Regions from separate parts of the Mus musculus genome. Here region 1 is linked to region 2. Evidence: chromatin contacts called from public Hi-C data. All regions are on one chromosome and are shown on one strand. The core of a region is the stretch at or near the end of the contact, and the rest is flanking DNA. Distances in the headings are between cores, read along the strand shown. Region 1 overlaps Gm40085 (predicted gene, 40085). Region 2 holds the start of Fcrls (Fc receptor-like S, scavenger receptor).

Region 1 (5,720 bases), core at 562-3,061, 220 kb before region 2:
CAATAATAGATTAGTAAAATACTTGCAACTCAAGTTTAAGAATACATCAGAAAGGCAATTACCACGATGAAGTTGAGTTTATCCCAGAAATTCAGGGATGTTCAGAATATAATAAATCAATAAATATTATAAATTAAATAGACTCATGGACATAAATCACATGGTCAACTTGGTAGAGGCAGAAAAGGCTTGTGACAAGATCTAATATCCCTCGATATTATTTTTATGTCTATTAGCCCTCTATCTGCATGCATACCTGCAGGCCAGAAGGGGGCATCAGATTACAAAGCAGATGGTTGTGAGCCACCATGTGGTTGCTGGGAATTGAACTCGGGACCTCTAGAAGAGCAGTCAGTGCCCTTAACCACTGAGCCATCTCTCTAGCCTTTCTTCAGAGCATTTAATATTTGTTAACATTTACAAAATCAGGATGAAGGGAGAGAGGCAACTAGCTTACAGTGAAGAGGAGGCTGAGGATCCAAGCTCAGGCACTCTAGGCTACAAAAGGGGTGAGGCCCTATGTCTTCTCAAGAGGGAAAGACTGAGGCTGAAGGGGAAAGGGATGGAAACAGATGTCAGACCTGGAGCAGAGAAGTGAGGATTTCACACTGTGGTATCCATGCCTGAAACACAGGAGGTAACACTGTCTTGAAGCTGTGCTGTGAAAGAGGGGTCAGCTAGACTCTGGAGTCTGAGCTGGAGAGGGCTGCACTGGCCTGGGCTTCTCCAGTGAGCAAGGAGAGTTGTTGGTGTACACTTCTCTTCTGGCTCAGGGGCTCCTTTCCAGGTTCATTGCCACTAAGCAGAAGCCTTTTCAGGGCCTGGGTATGTCTTAAATCTATGCATGACATTTTATCACCTGTTCTCCTATAAAATATGAAAAAGTTGGATGAGAGTAACAGTGTGCAGAAAACCTCCTTATCATTCCTGGGTATTGATTCTTCCTCCTCTCTGACACGCTGCCTGGCCCTGGGTGTTGTGTTTCATTAAAAAAAAAAAAAAAAAAAAAAAAGAAAAGAAAAAGAAGTCAGGGATATGTTTGGTAGAGGCACAGTATGGTGCTGGGAAGGGGGTGCCTCTGTGGGCCCATGCTGAGGCATCCCGTCCCCCTGAGAGACCAGTCACACGATGGATATAGTATAGAGTAGAGTTTATTTTAGGGCATGGGGAGGGGAGTTGAGAGAGAGTTGAGAGTTGAGAAGGGAGGGAGGGAGGGTTGGAGGGAGGGAGGGAGAGAGAGAGAGAGAGAGAGAGAGAGAGAGAGAGAGAGAGAGAGAGAGAGAGAGGGAGAGAGAATAGAGGAGTAGAAGAGAAGAAGCCAGCCATAAACATGTGGAGAGATGGGGGAGGGGAATGGGGAGAGAAGGGACAGAGAGGGAAGAGGGTTAGAGAGCAAGAGAGTAAGAGAGCAAGAGAGTGAGGAGGGGGCAAGTAGCCCCTTTTATAATGAGTCAGACATACCTGGCTGTTGCCTGGTAACTGTGGGGCAGAGCCTAGAAGAAATGTTAACACACTGGGAATTATTTCATAATGGTTCTTAGCAAACCCTAAAAACCAGAGGAGGTGACCACCTTCAGGAGAGTATGTATTGTGGAGTAAGACACAGGCTCAAAGGAACAAATGTGACTCTTGTATGTGAGGAGTTTCCAGCTCCCAGTGAAAAGACTCTCAGCCTTCAGATTCAGGAAACTCAATGAAAACCCTCTTTATAAAAGAACAAACAGTTTCTAGAACTAAAAGATCCTATGCAAATATGATGTGGTTGGTTTCGTTTAGCATTCTGTCACTGAACCACATTGTGTGTATGTGTGTGTCTGTGTGTGTGTTGTGAAAGGAGAAATGAAACTATCAGGGGACTGGTGAGAAAGAAGCACTGAGTCAGAGGGTGGGGGTGGGGGAATGAATGCTCAACACACAAGAATGTATTCTTGTATGAAGTTTTCAAAAAGAAAAGAAACAAAATAGTAAGAGCTAATGAGCTGAATGGTAGGAAGGCTTTGACTCGTATTACAAAGAACCCCAGCCAGCAATGAACATCCAGTGAGTTTCATGCAGCTTAGTGGACTGGATAGAGCACATTTGTGAAATAGGGCTGTGGAATGATCAGTGAGCTCTTCAGCGTCATTTAAAATAGGGAGCTTTTGTGACAGAATGGAGACCATTCCATTTCTGGATGCTCTTTAGCAGGTGAAATATATTAAAGGGAATCTATAACAGGCTCTTAGACATTGCTCTTAATGAAAAGCACCAACTCCTCTCTGGGGCCTGTAAGGTGACTCAGAGCTGAGTGAAAGTCTAGCTTTTGGGACTTCAGTTTTTATTGTTCCCCACCCCCGACCCCGTTCCTTCAAACTTTATGCTTAACTGGACAGTTAACTTGGGCATGCTAATTACCGAAGGAACATCTGTCTGAGCAGCCGTGTGATGCATTGCTATAATTCTAGACATGGGAGGCTGAGGCTGGAGAATCACCAGTCAGAAGGCAGGCTTAAAACTGTCTCAAAAATGATAATACTCTCAGTTCTCTTCAAGGCTAAAGAAACAAAGATGTGTGTAATCAAAGAATGCTGCCACACCCTCATCAAGATTCTAAATCTGTGTTCATCTTGTATTCCAGACACATCAGAACCTACAAACAAATCATTCCATCATGAGATAGCCTAAGTAGGAGCAATCATCTCATGGGGAACAAGACTGCTCCCTTAGCAAGAAGGACTTCTTTGGGCCACATGGCTGAATCAGACTGTAGAGAATGAGTAACTGGAACACTCTTGGACCAAGATGGCTTACTTATATGTGCTTCTCATCACTGCCTCAATTCTTCCTCTATTTAATGTTAAAACTCATGCCAGGACCATGAAGGTGGGCTCCAGTGTTTTGTGCCTCTCTAAACAACTGTTTTGATAAAATATTTTCTTGCCTCTCATCTTACTTTTCTTTGCTTTCTTTGGTAAGTGGCTTAACCTGGTACATTGAACAGGAGCCAGCCTCTGGTCTTGAACTATAGTTACATACAATGTTGTCTTCAGGGCATTGGGCTTGGAAAAAAAAAAAGAAAATGGAAGACTAGAGACTCTTGCTTGCACTGTAGCTAACATCTAGGCTTCTATCAAAATTTGTGCTACCTGAAACTGAATAGATCCACTATAAGTCTTTTCCACACTACCCCATTAGGCACCCAGACTTTCCATGTCCTCCTCCAGGCTCTAGCCTGGGTCTCACATTCTGTGCCTTGGCCTACTCTGACTAAACAATCTATACCACAGCCAAGCTCTAGGTTTCTGCTGAAATCTGACCTACCCAAAGCCCCTGTCCCCAGTTCTTTGTTGGGCCAACTCTACAACCTCAAAAGATATCCCATCTTTGTGAAGATGAGGCTTCCCCAAATATCCAGATTTCCCATGTCTTCCTCAAGGGTCTAGCCTAGTGTGTATCCCTGACCTCCCATTTATACCCTTTCCACAGTCCAGAGGATTTCGCCTTGATCTCTTAACCTTCCCACCGACATACCCTGCCTTCACTGTAAAAGATCCCTAGGCAGGATCCTCTCACTACATATCCCCAAACTATAGGACTCTACCATGCCATATCTAACCTTTCTACCCATCACTCCATGATTGGAACAGGAAACACATCTTCTATGCCATCCCAGTTCCCTCTGTCTACCTGACTTCAATTCCACTAAGCCATTTCTAACATCTAGATCCAACCTGCACCCACATCTTCCCTTCCACCCCAACATTTTCTGTCCATAGGAAACTTGAACTAACAAAGGAAGTTCACATGCTCTACTCATTGCAATAATAACAGTATGAAGAATCAAACCACCATCTTCTCTCTAAAATGTACCCGTTTTGTAGAAATGTTTAACAATGAGAATTACCTAGATGAACCTCAGAACACAGAATTTGAAAGAACCATTATAAACTTCCTCAAAGAGCACAAGGAGTTTAAAGATAAAACAAAGAACCAGCTTGCTGAAATCAAGAACAAAGAGCTTAAGAAAAATAATTGTTTGACTGATGTCCAAGAAACCACAAACTGGTGGTTTCAAGAAAGCATAAGGCTGATGGAAATGATAAAGATAATCCAAGGCTTGAGAACAGAATTCAATCAGGAGATAGAAATATTGAGGAAGACTCAAGCTGAAATGAAGATAGAATTGAAAAAGATACAATTTGCAAAACACATGAAACTGAAGAAGAATGAAGACCAAAGTGTGGACACTTTGCCCCTTCTTAGAATTGGAAACAATCACCCATGGAAGGAGTTACAGAGACAAAGTTTGGAGCTGAGACAAAAGGATGGACCATCTAGAGACTGCCATATCCAGGGATCCATCCCATAATTAGCCTCCAAAGGATGACACCATTGCATACACTAGCAAGCGTTGGCTGAAAGGACCCTGATATAGCTGTCTCTTGTGAGACTAGGCCGGGGCCTAGCAAACACATAAGTGGATGCTCACAGTCAGCTATTGGATGGAGCACAGGGCCCCCAATGGAGGAGCTAGAGAAAGTATCCAAGGAGCTAAAGAGATCTGCAACCCTGTAGGTGCAACAACATTATGAACTAACCAGTACCCCGGAGCTCTTGACTCTAGCTGCATATGTATCAAAAGATGGCTTAGTCAGCCACCACTGGAAAGAGAGGCCCATTGGACACGCAAACTTTATATGCCCCAGTACAGGGGAATGCCAGGGCCAAAAAATGGGAATGGGTGGGTAGGGAAGTGGGGGGCAGGGTATGGGGGACTTTTGGGATAGCATTCTAAATGTAATTGAGGAAAATATGTAATAATAAAAAAATTAAATAAAAAAGAAAAAGATAATAGCTAAAGTTCTACTGTAGAAATTCACAGTAGAACTTTACAAGTCAAATGAATCAAGCAGAAGATAGAATATTAGTTCTCCAAAATAAAGTAGAGGATCTAGACCAAATGAACAAGAAACATAAAAGGGTAACAAAACAAAACAGAACAGGAAAATATCACAAAGAAAATGTAGGACACCATGAAAAAGCCAAACCTTCAAATTATAGACATAGATGAGAAAAATCCCAAGTTGATGGCATAGGCCAGATCTTCAACAAGATCATAGAAGAAAAACTTCCCCAAATGTGGAAAGAAATACACCCATACAAATACAAGAAGCACATGGAACACTAAATAGACAGAACAAAAAAATTCCCAAAAGCATATCATAGTTAGAACAGTAAATATATATAATAAAGAAAGTGTACTGAAAGCAGTAAAAGAAAAAAAATGTAAGTCATTTTAAAGGAAAACAGATCAGAGTAAGCTGGAGCAATGCATTCCAAGTCCTAAAAGACTATGATGCTAACCTAGAATACTACACCCAGAAAAACTATCTTCCATGATTGAAGGAGAAAGAAAAATTTCCGTGATATAAATAGCCTAAAAAACATATCCAACAGAACAAACCTAAGGAAAATACAGACAGCATTGTTTTTGGATGAGAAGAATGAACAAAGCTAAGAGGCAGTGAAAAGATATATGAAGCCCCATAATTAAAACAAACAAACAAACAAACAAACAAACAAAACCAACAAACTACCATCAAGAACTCAAATAACATAATGGCCATAATCAACACACATATTTAAATAAATAATTTTAATATCAACGGCCTCAATTTTCCAATCAAAAAACACAGACAGACAGAACGGGTTAAGAAACAAAAATTCACCTTCAGATCTGG
Region 2 (5,257 bases), core at 1,619-4,118:
GAGCCATGAGTATCTCTATTCTTGAGAATGGTGCTTGGACACAAACTATTTCAAAATGACTTCAGCTTTCCTGGTAATCTCCATGTGCCTTCCATCTCTAGAGTTGAAAGCATAGCCTTTGCACTTGCTCTTGTGTTTTCCTGGCCGTTGTTAGTCCTAGAGAAAGACAGAGCTTCTACCTATGCAAGGGTGCTTTGGAACAGTGCAAGATTGAATTATTATTATAAGTAGGATGCTTTTGTGTCTATAGATGAACCCTGAGTCTCTCCACATGCACTTAAGCCAGAGGCCAGACCTAATATAGGACCAAAAGTTGCTCACTGTGGCTGTCACCTACTGTCCAGGCATGTCACACGATCCAGGCTTGCCTTCAGAGCCTGTGCTAGAGCCATTCCATTTTTTAAAATCTTTTGATAACAGTGTCCATGGATCAGGTTTGGTAGGGTATAGGATTCCAGCATAAAAGATGCACCATTGGAAGATGAACACAGGAAGAAATCTGTACCCCTAGAATTGCCAGAGGAACTTCTTTTCCAATTATAGTTTCTGGTGTCCCGAGAGGGGCCATTTTTACATTCATTGAATCTGCTCCCTGAAGCTCTAAATATCATTCAACATAGAGAAAATCACCATTACTTTAATGATTGTAACTTTTATTTTTTTTTAAGTCTAACTTTAAGGATGGTTTTTAAACGTTTTAACCTCTCTTTCAGTCTACCACCCGGTACCACAGGCAGTGGAAAGGAAAGGATATGGGAAAAGCAGACCTGATTGGGAATTGTTTTTTCCAGAAAATGTCATCTGTGTTGTTAGCAAATCAGTAGTTTAGTTTATAGGTCAGCAGAAGCAGGTTAATCTACTCGCAAATGTTTTACAAATATACCAGCAGTCCAGTTTTATAGTTGAGATAGCAAACATGAATCAGCGGCAATGGTAAGACTGAACAGATATCCAGGTCTCAGCCAGATAGGCACAGCACAATTCAGCAGGGTCAGGACCAACTGGGGCGCTAGGAGAAGTTTTTTGCTGTCTCTCTCAGCGAAGTGAAGACCAGTGAAGACATGAGACCAAAAGGTGTTGTACAGTTAGTTCTAAAGCAAGCCGCTCTCGTGGTCTATTTTAGTTCCTCTAAACATCACGCATCCTCCATGGGTCTTATCTCACTGCATGTCTTGTCTCAATACGTGAGTCTGTCTTTACAAAACTTTGCATGAGTCTGGATCAGTTGACATCATTTTGTCTATCTGCCTGATTCCAAAAATAGTGGCACGGAGCTGCAACATATCATCAAAAGGTATTTTTGGTGCATTTTTTTTCCTATGGAGTCCTAACAAATGGAGCTCAACTACACAATATAAGGTGAGCCAATATACGTGTGTTGTTAGCAAGAAGTCCTTTATCATATGTCTTCGTATGTGTTTACTTTAACAGAACATCTTTTCCCCTGTGTCTGCTTATGAGGTTTTTTTATGAGTCTGCCTTCATGAAACATCTTTCCACCTGCATCCACTTTAGAAAACCACTGCTTTATGTGTCTGTCTCAACAATCACTGTCTAACACAACTGGCTTTCCAGAAAGCCCTCAAGTTTCTACTTCAAATGATGCTACCGTTCTCCCAGCAGTCTTCTCCACACCAAGACAGTGAAGCAACACACATGAGTTTTACTCAAATTGTGGAGAGAGTTGTAGGGTGCCATTGGGGAACTCCAGTGTAGGCTGATCTCAAAGTCCCTGCAACCACCCATCAGTTGTGTGTATGGTGTATTCGTGTCTTCATTAGAGTTTATATTGCTATCAAAAAACCCAATGACCAAAAGCAATCTGGGAAGGAAAGAGTTTATTTCAGCTTATAGTTTCAGGTAAGTTCATCATGAAGAAAAGTCAGGGCAGGAACCTAGACTCAGGAACTTAAGCAGAAGCCATCGTGGAATATTATTTGTTCCCCATGGCTTACTCAACCTGTTATACAGTCCAGTACTCCCTGCCCAGGAGTATGGTACAACTCCCTGTGATCTCAGCCCACCCACACCAATCATTAATCAAGATAATGCACTACTTCTTTGCCTATGGGCATCTCTCATAGAAGCATTTTCTCAGTCTAGAGTCCCCCTTCCCAGACAACTGTTGTTTGTTTCAGTTGACACAAACCAACCAGCACAGCTAGTTGTGCAACACCCACCTCCCAGCACCTATGTCCTTCCACATTATTTGGAGTGGAAGAAGAATCTTTCCTATGTGAGTTGAGGCCCTTCAGACCACTCTATTACAGTTCAGAGAGAAACCCTCCAGTAGACATACTGTGTCCATCCTGCTTTTCATTCCTACTTGTATCTGACCAATCATCTCCCGAACAGGAAGTTTTGAGCAGGAAATGCACCTTCTGGGTACCAAGAGCATGCATACTACCGAACAATAACTTGTTAAACCTGTCACCATTTCTTACAAGTTGTCATTTTTCTACCACCTAGTCTGGACTGACCGCTGGAGAGGAGTCAGTCCAGCTCTGGCAACGGTGCTGCTTAGTAGGGACTGTCTCTTGACTACTAAGAAGAGATTTACATTTTGAAAACTACCAAGCACCTGATTTGAATTTCAGTGGGCCCCAAACTCAGTATTCTCTGGAAAGGCAAGTGCAGTAGAAAGCTTATCTATAAAAGGAAGGCGTCCTACGCAGGAAGAAGCATGTCGCACCAGCGAGCAAATATCTAAGCAAGTCTGTAAAGAGGAAGGACGTTTGCTTTTGCAGCACCCATTGGGTTGGGGTATGGACTGATTGACAGACAACTTTGCCACTTCCTTTTTTTCCTATTTCAGATCCCTGCTGAACCACAGTGTTCTATCCCAGATCTGTGGTCCATCTGCCCTAAGGACTTGAGCTGCACCTGTCTCAAAGGGAGCTACTTGCCTCGAGTCTCATGCCTCTGTGCTTGCTGCTTCTGGTCTTCGGTAGGTAAGATGCTCAAAAGGCCTGGGGTGGTGCCAGGGTGGGACTCCCTCTGCTTGGTCAGCCCTAGACACTCTTCCTGAGCATATATCTCCCCACTGGGGGCTAGGGGTAGCACTAGGTTTCTCCTTCTGATCCAATATTAGCAAGTATAATGCAAATGGGAACTGAGAAAAGCAGGGTTCCCAAGAAAAGGAAAAGGCTCTGTGTGTGTGTGTGTGTGTGTGTGTGTGTGTGTGTGTGTGTGTGTGTGTGTGTGTGTTCTTACTAAAGGCTGGTGATTTGTCTCTATTATTTCTGTTTGATCTCTGTAAAAACAGTAAATTTTCATTAAAAGAGCTTCAAAGGTGGTTTCTGTTAGAGTGAACACATACACAGCCCAATAAATCTTACACCCAAGGCCCGGACTCTACTTCAGGCTCCACCATTTTTGGCTGAGCTCATATCTCCATACATTTAGACACTACATAGACTTCAAACCTGGCTGATAATAGTTGATATCATAGGAGCATATCTACACTGCCCCATACACAGCAGGAGGTCTAGAAGGCAGAAAGGAAGAGAACTAACCTCAATGAAATATAAGCAGGCCCATTCCTGGCACCTAGGTTGCCCTGTGTAGGTAATTTCTCTTAAGCAAAATAATCTGGACAGTTTCAAGGTGGAGCCCGCAAACTGGTTATCCAATACCAAGTGGTCAGCCCTGAAATCATATATATACAAGTAACATTACATGGATTGAGCAGGTTGTATTATATAGAGATGTATATGTGTGTATGTACATATACATATATGGAGAGAGAGAGAGAGAAAGAGAGAGAATTAGAAGCCATAAATTTGAGAAAGAGTTGGGGAGGAGGGAAAGGAGAAAATGATTTAATTTTATTTTAATTTCAAAAAAACCCATTTAAATTGAAAAGGTAGGCGACTTGAAACTCTTGAAATTCTGCTTGCAAAAGACAAACTCCTGGAAATGGAAAAGAACCAGCTATAACATGATTGGAATTATAAAAATGAATCCTGGGTTCTGTAGGAATGTTGTTTGTGAGTGAGAGAAGGAAGGATGAACAAAAGATGGAGGAAAAAGATAGAGGAACTGAAGGAGGGAAGATGAAAGGGAAGGGGAGGGGGAAGAAGCAAAAGGAAAAAGAGAGGGAAGTGCTTGGGAGTCCTCGGAGGGCCAGAACCTGTGAAAAAGTGTGAAGCCCTTGGTCCTGTGTAATCTCTCTGCCTTTGTTCCCTTGCAGCTCCTGTCGGAGTCCAGTCCGGTGAGCAAGTCTTCTCTTTGTTCCTTTACATCTCCAGAACCTCACTCTCTTGGGCATGGGAGGTTCTGCCTAGCAAACCATCTTAGCAGAAGGTAGCAGAAGGAATCCAAGTCAGAGTTAGGGTGAAGAGAGCGGCAGGATTAGGGCACCTCACTCCTCACCCTTGGTCAGCAGGGCCAGGGTATGCCACAACCTCTGTTTTGCCAGCTATTGCTGGATAGGAAGAAGACCATGTCCTGACTCTCAAGGCAATGAATTATTTCCCCTTCGCTGCTGACCTGGCAGACAGGACAGGGAAAGGCATCTGTGTAGTCAATGGGGACAAAGATTCTCATGCCCATCGCAAGCGGCAATTGAGAGTACATTTGTGGCAGAGGAGACGCTCTGCAGAAGGCAAGGACACCCTTAGGTCCCCATTGGGACATAAACAATCCAATGCCTCATGTGCTTTCCTTTTCTTATTGGAATTTTAATATAATGAAATTAAGAAGTCACTTAGTTTCATGGCAGCCTGGGAAATTATACTTTCTTCCTTGCTTAAGCCTTTGAGAACACATTCATTCTACAACATGGAGAAAAGATGATACTTGTGTGCCCAGCTTTGTAATTTTAAACAAGAATGTTTTTAAATTACTTGGTTGGGGAGGTCTCTAGAGCAACCTCATGGGATCCAGTGAGCCTTCAGAAATTGTGGTAAAAAGTTTATAGATGCATAACTGTGGCCATGTTGAGGAAATACAGCTCCAAGTAAAATCTCAGAAATGAAGACCGCTAACCCAAGTGTCTTGCAGTTAACATCCTTACTTCAGTCTCAGGGAAAACTGCTACCATGTTTCTCTGTCTCCTAGCCCTTCCATCATTCTCAGTTTGGCCTTCACCACTTCTTTTATCAACCTTTGTGCCCTGCCATCTATCTCTATTCCCATTATCTTTCAAAGCCAATCAGAAGGTACCTTTGAGCTTGACTGGACACTTTGTCCTACTGAAACCATCTGAATGAGCAGCTCAAACACGGTATAGACAAAAAGGTGTACATGGATATAT

Evidence for each region. A called contact is a pair of places that touch in the nucleus more often than the background predicts.
Region 1: a contact with region 2 is called in a Hi-C map of bone marrow-derived dendritic cells, with 4 times the contacts expected there. The contact joins the enhancer-like site here to the promoter of Fcrls in region 2. A contact is called at or near these places in 5 of 39 promoter capture datasets (Sertoli cells, cranial neural crest, hippocampal neurons and 2 more), 6 of 484 Hi-C or Micro-C datasets (B cells, bone marrow-derived dendritic cells, bone marrow-derived macrophages and 3 more), 4 of 115 datasets of contacts at active chromatin or transcription factors (bone marrow-derived macrophages, microglia and neural progenitor cells) and 2 of 9 other capture datasets (adipose tissue and macrophages).

Annotation. Positions count from the first base shown.
Region 1 is chr3:87,484,227-87,489,946 of GRCm38.p6, reverse strand. It overlaps Gm40085 (predicted gene, 40085), which reads left to right. Exons shown (of 2, transcript NR_168327.1): 2 at 2,618-2,926. It also overlaps a transcript of Fcrl5 not described here. Among named protein-coding and RNA genes, the nearest start is that of Gm40085, 26 kb to the left of the region's middle. Within about 2 kb of position 1,811, at least 54 of the 459 cell types and tissues checked have an H3K27ac peak or open chromatin away from gene starts, as enhancers often do. A contact at or near this core is called in B cells, bone marrow-derived dendritic cells, bone marrow-derived macrophages and 1 more, where this site is marked.
Region 2 is chr3:87,261,135-87,266,391 of GRCm38.p6, reverse strand. It overlaps Fcrls (Fc receptor-like S, scavenger receptor), which reads left to right and starts at 2,868. Exons shown (of 8, transcript NM_030707.3): 1 at 2,868-2,947; 2 at 4,193-4,213. The coding sequence starts at 2,917.